Regions from separate parts of the Mus musculus genome. Here region 1 is linked to region 2. Evidence: chromatin contacts called from public Micro-C data. All regions are on one chromosome and are shown on one strand. Each heading gives the region's core, a stretch centred on a gene start, on an enhancer-like site or on the middle of the called end of the contact. The rest is flanking DNA. Distances are from core to core; before and after follow the strand shown.

What was found. A called contact is a pair of places that touch in the nucleus more often than the background predicts.
Region 1: a contact with region 2 is called in a Micro-C map of embryonic stem cells, with 11 times the contacts expected there. The contact joins the promoter of Zeb2os here to the promoter of Lhx2 in region 2. A contact is called at or near these places in 6 of 484 Hi-C or Micro-C datasets (cerebellum and embryonic stem cells).

What each region holds. Positions count from the first base shown.
Region 1 is chr2:45,108,747-45,113,197 of GRCm38.p6, forward strand. Zeb2os (zinc finger E-box binding homeobox 2, opposite strand) reads left to right here and starts at 2,392. Exons shown (of 3, transcript NR_110572.1): 1 at 2,392-2,556; 2 at 4,097-4,247; 3 at 4,353-4,451. Zeb2 (zinc finger E-box binding homeobox 2) reads right to left here. Exons shown (of 10, transcript NM_015753.4): 1 at 4,077-4,451; 2 at 1,270-1,411. The coding sequence starts at 1,342.
Region 2 is chr2:38,348,145-38,352,666 of GRCm38.p6, forward strand. It overlaps Lhx2 (LIM homeobox protein 2), which reads left to right and starts at 3,164. Exons shown (of 5, transcript NM_010710.4): 1 at 3,164-3,749. The coding sequence starts at 3,630. Gm27197 (a long non-coding RNA gene) reads right to left here and starts at 2,596. Exons shown (of 2, transcript XR_374289.3): 1 at 1-2,596.

The DNA.
Region 1 (4,451 bases), core at 1,142-3,641, 6.8 Mb after region 2:
CATCAGGCGCGGGCTTGGGGAGCGATCCCCGGGTGTGTGCTATCACCCTAGTGCCCAGCTCGGAAGCGTCTAGACTGCCCGCGCCCGGTAAGCGGGCTGAGAGCGAAAGGAGAATGAAGTTTCCTTTCCGATTCTGGGCTGGCGCGGCTGGATCGCTTGTTTGTTTTGAGGGGCTGTCCCCCCCCCCGTTTCTTTTCATTTTTTCCCTTTAAAACTCAGTATCCTCCGTCAGCATCCACCCCCTGCACCCTCTGTCGTCCCCCAACTCTCTCCCCTCCCCCAAGCGCCTTCTGCGCACTTGCCAATCACTTTTCTCTTTTATTCCCACGATTTTGTTTGAGGGTAATACCTAGGGGGTCTCTCTCTCTCTCTCTCTCTCTCTCTCTCTCTCTCTCTCTCTCTCACACACACACACACACACACACACACCACACTACACACTTTTACACAGCCCGTTTCCAAAATGGACCTAAACTCTCACATACACACCCCTTTAATCTGCCACCTCTGGTCTGCTTGTTCCCTCGCACCCCCATCTCTTTCCTCCTTCCTGACTCAGCCTGGATAACGGGCTCCTCCCGGCAGTGGAGGAGCAACTGCCGGGAAAAGTCTCTGTTCGCCCCGCTCTCTGGCCCGCAGCGGGCCCCGAGCCTGCTGCAGAGGAGCCGGGTCCCCAGTCCGCAGCTCCCGGCTCGTCCCTCTTGTCCCCCCACCCCCCGGTTCCCCGCGTCTGGCCAGGGCCCCGCTGCCCCGCGAACCGTTACTTGGCGCACAGAGAGGCGGCCCAGCGACTCCAGCAAGAAACTTTGAGGCTGGCGGAGAGGCAGCCTCGGGTCCCCTCCCTTGCCCTCGCCGCCCTCCTGCCACCCTCGCCCGCCCGCGCCCCGAGGTCCAGCGCGCCCGAGCGCCGGAGCCCCCGCCCTGCCCTAGCCGGCCGCTTCTGCCGCGGGGCCGGGGACCTGCGGGCCGGGGAACAGAGAGGGCGGAGGCAGCGGGGGTGCCGGGGCCGCAGAGTGGGGAGCAGGTCCGATCGGCAGCGCTCCGAGCCCCCCACCCCCACCCCCGGCGCCCGGCGCTCACTTGGCCCCGCACTTGCTCAACTCCCCCCCGGTCCAGCGGCCGCGCGTGGGGCTCCGGCGCTGGCCGCGGAGGGAGGCTCGCCCGCGAGCCCCAGGCGCCGCCACCGGCTTCCTTCTCCCTGTCCCCCCCTTCCCCCTGGTCTCGGGCCGCCGAGTGGCCCGGAAAAGTTTGGTTCGGGCCTCTTCTTACCGTTTTTCCTCCTGGGATTGGCTTGTTTGCGCCTCTTGCACCGGGGGCCATCCGCCATGATCGGCTGCTTCATTGATAAGAGCGGATCAGATGGCAGTTCGCATGGACTCGGCGCCCTGCTTCGGCAGCACGCAGGCTCGATCTAGCAACCAAACACAGCGACAATGTGGGCATCGTCCGCGCCCATTGAAACGCGCGCGGGCCGCCCAGGGGATCCGGGCCAGGGCCCGGGTGAGCACCCATCCGCGCCCCCAGCGCCAAAGCGAAACTTCGGCGGCCCCCTCCCCGCCCCCCACCCCCAGCCTTGGCCCCGAGGCGCTTTGTGTTGTTACTGTTTGGTGTGTTGCACTCGCGAGGGGATCAGAGACAAGAATTACATCTTCAAAATGAGTCATAACTCCTGACCGTATGAGGGAATGCACACGGCGGTACAGTAAGACTGCTTGACTCAAGGCTAGGCGGACCTCTTCCTCAGAAAAGTCCTCAGCCGGGCTCGGGAACTTGGAGAGGGGGTCTTTCGCTCTCATCTTTTCTCATCCCTCCTCCGACCCCCCCATTCCCAAGAGGGGAAAAAAGTAACAAACAACGCAAAACAGCCCTTGGATGAAGCACACTCGGGTAAATTGATAATAGTAATTACAGGAAGCCCACTCGCCCCGCGACCCCTCCCCTCCCCTTTGGAGTTTATCGAGGCACTGTCTCTTTCCCTACACCCTCCGCCCCCAAATTAAGATTTCCCATTTTACCCGGCAAAAGAAATATAATTATAAGCCTCTCTGGACATTGTTCCTCCCCCAACCTCACCACTTGGACAATATTTACTTAAGCCCCCCCCCCCCATACACACGTTTCCCCACACTGATTTCCTTAAATTCTTCCAGTAGATTGTTTTTTGTTTTTGTTTTTGTTTTCTTCCCCTCTCAAGAAAGGAAAGAGAAAGTCCGTGGCCACTATTTAAGTTGTTCTAAATGATCGTGTCCTTTTTGGCTTCGAAACTTTTGTACCTAAAAATCGAGGGAGGCGCTGCATTCTTTCAGCTCAAACTGTCAAAACTTGGAGAAGGGGAACCTCGGAGGCAGGCCGGAGAAGAGGAGAGCCCTGAAACTCCGCGGGGTGGGAAGACGCTGTGCCTCGAGGATTAGTTTAAACAGCGGGCTATAAAAGATGTAACAGATGCAAACTGTAACACAAGGGCCATTAACCCTTTCTCTGCCGCCCAGCACGCCCAGTCCCTACACCCTGCACCTATTGTCTCCGGTGCCACAAGCTTTGCGGAAAACCTGGAAAGTGAGTATCAGTTTCCGCACATTTGCTGAGCGGGGGTGAAGGGGGGCAGAGAGAAGGGGAAGTGGGTGTTGTAGGAAGCACTTTAAATTTACTTAGGCATACAGAGTAGGCTTTCCAGTTTGACACATTAAAAAAAAATACAAATATATCATTTTTTGATCTGTCCTACTAATTTGAAATTGTTGGGGGGGGGGGGTCCTGGAATAAAGAAATGGTCACACAAGCTTGTGGGATGAAACAGCTGTCTGTCTGTATTTCTGCTGAGACTTACAAACCACTGCATATAAAATATATATTTAATAAAATAAGTTGCTAGTTTTATGAGCCAGTGTGTGTGTGAGGGAAAGACATGGCATTTGTGCTGTAAACTTTATTTGTGAATGTTAGTCTTAACTCTGGAGTAAGCGATCTTGCCCTCATCATTACAGGGTTAGCATGTGAAACATGTAAGTAGGTGGGAGATAAACACGTTTATGTTAGCTGAGCTCAGCACTGTGCCTGTGACTCTTGAACTCCGACTTTTCAGTCCCAAAGTCTGGAATGGTGTGGTGTGGTGTGGTGTGGTGTGGTGTGGTGTGGTGTGGTGTGTGTGTGTGTGTGTGTGTGTGTGTGTGTGTGTGAGAGAGAGAGAGAGAGAGAGAGAGAGAGAGAGAGAGAGAGAGAGAGAGAGGAGTTCCATGAAAAATCGATGTGTATATTACTTGGTCATTTAAAATAAAATATCAAAAGTTACCCTAATTTTAACCCTATTATCCTGACAGCAGTTTTCTTCCCAGCTGTTGCGACCCCCCCTCTCCCATACACTTTGGTAAACGACTCAAGTTCCAAGAGAACTTTCACTTCTTTATTTATAATCACAGAAGTGAGGTGTTACTTCACACACACACACACACACACACACACACAAAGAATGAAATAAAGAAATGAAACTCGCTAGGCAGACAAAAACAGTCAAGTTTCTGCTTAGAAAACAGCCTTCTCCGGTGGGAAAGGTTAGACTAGTCTGCCAGATCTAAGAGAAGGACTTGCTCCCGAATTTGGTAGGTCTTTCTCGAATAAGTTTTATAATTATTAACAGGTATTTGCCAAGTTTTAATTGCTTGATATAATGAATTGAAAGTCGGTGTGAGAACAAAGCAGTAGAAACTCTCCACTTGATGAGTTTTTTACCCCAGCCATTCAGTTCTCAACAAAACTTTTCCTAGACTATGTAGCAAAAAACACCTTTGGTTACCTGAATGGACAGGTACAGGGCGAATTACTGGGGGAAGGGGAAAAAGGGAGAGGAAAGGAAAGAGAGAGTAAGGGAAGGCATGAGAAAGCAAAGAAGCCACTCTTGGGAAAAGAAAGCCTGCCACCAAAGAGCTAAAACCACCTGAAATTCCTGTCCAGAGACACCCGGCTCACTTCAGACTAACATTCCCACTCAAAATGAGAAAATTAGAGAGGGAGGGTGGGGGGCAAGAGCACCAAAAAAGGATAAAAAGAGGAGGAAAAGAAGGGGGGGGTGGGAAACCTACCTGTGAAGTCTTGTTTGTAGTTTTGGCCAGAAATGGTGAGAAGAAAAAGCATGAAGAAGCCGCGAAGTGTGGGGGAGAAAAAGGTGGAGGCGAAGAAACAGCTCCCGGAGCAAACTGAACAAAACCTCGCCAAGAGTGTCTGGAGGCAGGACCGTTATTCCTGCCGAGCAGGTTAGAACTGATCTCTTTTCGGCCACTCCAGGAAACACAAACCTGGGGACGGACTGACGTGTTACGCCTCTTCTAATGACATTTTTTTCTTTTTCTTTTCTGTAGGGGAGAGAAGAGAGACCCTGAAACACGCGCCACCTATCTTTGTGGGGAGGGATAATTGAAGCGCCCTGAGCGTGAGCATCATGTGAAAACGTGATCGCC
Region 2 (4,522 bases), core at 1,914-4,413:
CAGATCAATCACCCTGGTTCCGCTGCGGCCGGCGCCCTCCTCCCCCCTTCTCCCCTCCTCCAGCCTGGCCTCACTTTCTCCCTGGGCTGGGCGCTTCCTCCCTCCGCGGCCCCGGCCGGGTGGCGCCGCCTGCCCCGGGAGCCCCGGGAAGTTTGCGCGCGGCATCTCCGCAGCCGGCAGCCGGGAGCCCCGCAGCCTTCGGGGAGCGCCAGGGCTGGTGGCCCTTTTGTTGGAGAAGGCGTGGAGGCGCGCTTTTGTTCTGAGTTAGTCACGGTGGCCGGCTGGAGGCTGCTACCTCATTATGCGGCGGGTCTGCTAGTCTGCGGGGAAGCAGATGGTAGGGAGGTAGGCAGTGGCTGCAGTGGCCAGACCTGAATCCCGTTCACCTGTCACCTTCCACAAAACACAGGGTACCCGGAACTGAGGGTGCTTTACCCCTGACAGGGGGAGAGGGTCGAGGACATTTGTGAATGTTTCAGTTACCTGTCCTAGCCTGATCCTCACCCCATCCCCACCCCACCCCCCTGCATTTCTCTAGGCTGCGTTTCCTCGCACTGTGTAAATGTCACTCACGTGTCAGGATCTGTGTTTACAGCCTGTTCCTCGCCTTGCCTAGTCTCCCAGGACAGGGCAAAGCGACGTCTCCCAATGATTAACAAACTTAGCGGCCTCTGAACCCTGGGCCGGGGTGCCCAGATGCCTCCCCGCGGCGGGATATGAGCTTGAGCCTCCAATAGACACTATTGCGTCCTAACCAGATGCGAGGAATAAATAGAGAAGTGCCCCATGGGGATCCCAACAGCCGGAAAGTTGAGGCCAAGGATGGGTGGGGACTGCCGGTCAGAGAGGTGGGTACCGAGTGGTGTACATCTCTTTATGGGTATAATTCCCTACCCTCTGGGCAGCTTTTAACAAGAATCACCAAGTATCCCCTCCCCAGCTCTGAAGGCAGCCCCTTGAGTCCAGCCAGCACCAAGGACATCACCCCAGGCTTCCTACAAAGTTTCCTGCCCCTTGAACAACCTCCAGACCAACACTGGTGACTCCCAGATTCAATTTTCATTTCCTACTTTCTTTGAGAAAAGAAAAAACCCCACAAAACTGTCCCAGATACCCCAGTATAACGTGCTAATATATTCCTAGAGTTGATCGTGGGCCAGCGTCTATGTGGGCACTGAAGGACTGTCTGTGTGGTTGCACATGCACATGCCTGTCTTTAGATTGATGGTCTCTCCCTAAAGTTAGAGCATCTTTACACATGCAGTGTGTACATACACATGCATAACTTAAAGAGTTTTTGCAAATACACCTGATAGGAGCTCACAGAAGATCAAGTAGGCTCGCCTTAGCACACAAGTGTTAGTCCTGGATGTTCAGATGCCTCCTCCGTATGATGCCCACCTGTATACCTCCTGTACTGTTGTGCTGGTTATTAACAAAGATAAAATTCGTGCTGGCTGTATTTTTGCCAAAAAGAGACGAGCATGAACATTTTCACACATGGGCACGAGCTTAGGCAACACCAGTGCAACACCTACTTGTGAGCAAAAGTTATGTACACTATGTAAAAAGTATGACTTCATGCTGCCTCAACTGTGTGTCCTGTGAGATAAACTACAGAGGTCCTGGCTTCCCTTTAATTGTGCCAGGCAAGCAGACATTTCAGACTTCATTTCTCCCCACTATCACATGGAAAGAAAGCAACTTGTAAAACGGACCTAGAAAGGAGTTTCAGTAACTGTCTTGCCCTTTTTCTTTTTCACCCCAAATCACATTTTCTTTTCTTTTTTTCTTCTTCCCGAATCCCTTCCTGTTCCACCAGACACCTAGCCATTGCCCCGGGTTCAGCCACGAGACTCAGGGCTGGCAGTTGGGATTTGCTGGGCAGGCCATGTTATTGTTAGTTCTTGTGCAACCAGGTGGCAGGGTGGGTCCAGAGTGGGAGAGCTAGTGGGATGGAGTACCCCATAGGAAGGAAGAGAATAGGCCTCTGGTCTTTAAGAACTGCCAAGTATATCCCGGAGTGAGAAGATCCAAATAGGAAAAGAAAAAGAGGGAGCGATTAAGAAATTCGCTGAGTGCCTACTATGCTCTATATATTTTCCACTCATTTCTTTCATCACACCCAAACACCTAAAAGGAGGGGGCCTTCTTGTTTCCCTTTGAGAAAGTCAAACATTGTAAAGGAGGTTGAGTCACTGTCTCCGGATCACACTGCACGTACATGGGAGAGAGCTATGGACTCCTTGTTTCTTTTTCTGAGTTCCTAAAGACATGCCTCCAGACTGCAGAGCTTTGGAGAAATCCAGGAGCTACACGCCTGGCAGTATAGTCCCTAGCTCACTTGAAGAGAGGATATGCTGGCCGGCCCGCTACCCTTGGGAGTCATTGCTCTGGTGGCACTTGCGCCTGGTCCCCGGGAGGGCTGCGCTGCTAAACGCAGCGCAGAGAGTAGCGCCCCAGACCGAAGCCCAGATGGGCGGGAAGCAGCCGAAGGCTCTTGAAACAGTACTCCTGGTCTGTCTTCTCTGCCCCTCCTCAACCCCAGGTTCCAGAGGCCAAGGGGGAGAATGGAGACTTCCTCAAGCATCCTTTGGCAGCGCTTTTTTAGGACAGAGACTCCAGGAAAGGTTTAATTTTTCTTCCTGAAGAAACACAGGAAACTGTTCGCAGCCTAGAAAACTCCAAACCCCGCGCTCTCCCTTCTCCCTCCCTTGCGCCTCCTCCTCCAGCCTCGCCCACCAGCTCCCACCACCTCCTCTCTCCGCTCCTCTCCTCCTCTAGCCTTTCCCCTCCCTTTGGGTCTCCCGCCTTCCCGGAGCACGCGCTGCCAAGGCCTGGGGCGGCGGGCGGCCAATGGCACGGCGGCAGGACGTGATGTCAGGCGCGGCTGTAGAAAAGGCGCGGAGGCTTGCGCTGGCGCGGACTGCAGAGCCGAGGCTGAGCTCGGCGCGCGCTTGGGTAGCGTTGCGCGCGGCTGGGCCCGCGGCCGTCGGCTCCTCCTCCCACTCTGCTCCTCCTCCTTTTTCCTCCTCCTCCACCTCCTCCGCCGCCGCCTCCTCCTCCTCTTCCTCCTCCTCCTCTTCAATTCTCCCAGTGGCTCGGCTCAGCTCGCAGGCTTCGCGGAGACCCCCTACTCCAGTTCGCCTTTGGTTGGGAACACACCCCGGGGGGAAGAGACGTGCAGGCATCTGGGCCGCCGCGGGCACCTAGCTGTTCCTGGGTGAACCCCGACTGCAGCCACCGCCGCCTGGGGCAGAGTTTGCGCCCCTGATTTGCGCCCTGGGCGCCAGAACCCAGCTAGCGATGCCTGCGGCGTGAAAGCGCCCACAGCGGGCGCCGACCTCTGCCCTGGTCTCCCGCCCCCACCTCACCCCCTGCCCTTGTGACCCTGGCTTCGGCGCCGCCGTCCAGGCGCCCCGCGATGTAGCTGCCCCCACGCCTCGGCGGGAGGCGTCCTGGCCCGCAGGCGCCCGCGGCCCGGAGCCCAGCCTGGGGGCGCAGCCGAGCTCGGGCGGGGCCGGGGCCGCGGTGGCGATGCACTGGGCCGGTTAACGCCGGGAGCGCCAGGCAGCTGAGGCGGGGGGCAAGCCCTTCCTCGGGGCAGCCGCATCCCCGGTCCCGCCGCGATGCTGTTCCACAGTCTGTCGGGCCCCGAGGTGCACGGGGTCATCGACGAGATGGACCGCAGGGCCAAGAGCGAGGCTCCGGCCATCAGCTCCGCCATCGACCGCGGCGACACGGAGACGGTAGGCGCGCGGCTGTGGAGTTGGGGCTGAGAGCTGGGACCTGGCGGGGCCAGCCAGCGCCTCTGTTCCCCGAACTTTAGGTAGAGTCCTCCGAGACGCACGGGACCAAGGCTGGGGAATCCTCGGACAGGGTGCAAGGCCCGGGGCACCAGACTCAGGGGAAACTCAGCTGCTAGAGAGGAGGAGGGAGTCAAGGTTGAAACCCAGATCTGGACTGCGAGGGTGGAGGAGAACGTTGTTCTAGAAGTGGAAGGGGAGTGGAAGTGGAGGCCACTCTCTTCTCTCCGCTCCCGGAGGCGCTCCGGTCCACAGACCTGACTCTCCACTACTTTGCTCCTGGTGCTGGCGCCGACGCCTCGGGAAAAGGGAGAACCGGTGGAAGCCCTAGCTGGTTTGAATCGCTTTCAGTCTTCTGGCAGTCTGGGATTCTCTCCTTAGCTCAGTTTCAGGGCCCTGCGACATCTGGGCCAGCACTTTCCGTTGATCGTGACCCGTGTTCCTAACTGGCTAGATTTGGCCAGGCAATGGTTCGGAGTTCAGTCACCGGCCTGGCTTCTGCGGAAGGAGACTCCATTAGGTTCTCTGTACCTGGCTCTGCTGTCCCGGCCCCAAATAGCCTCCCCCGGGGCCAGACTAGCAGACGCTGCCTAAGCAGCGGCTGCAGTGACCTTTAGAGACCGAGGAGGTGGGAAGCCTGGCCCGAGTTTCTCCCTTCTAGAGCCACAGCTCCGTGACCTCCGGGTTTCCCCTAAGCCTTTCTTTCCGGATAAACC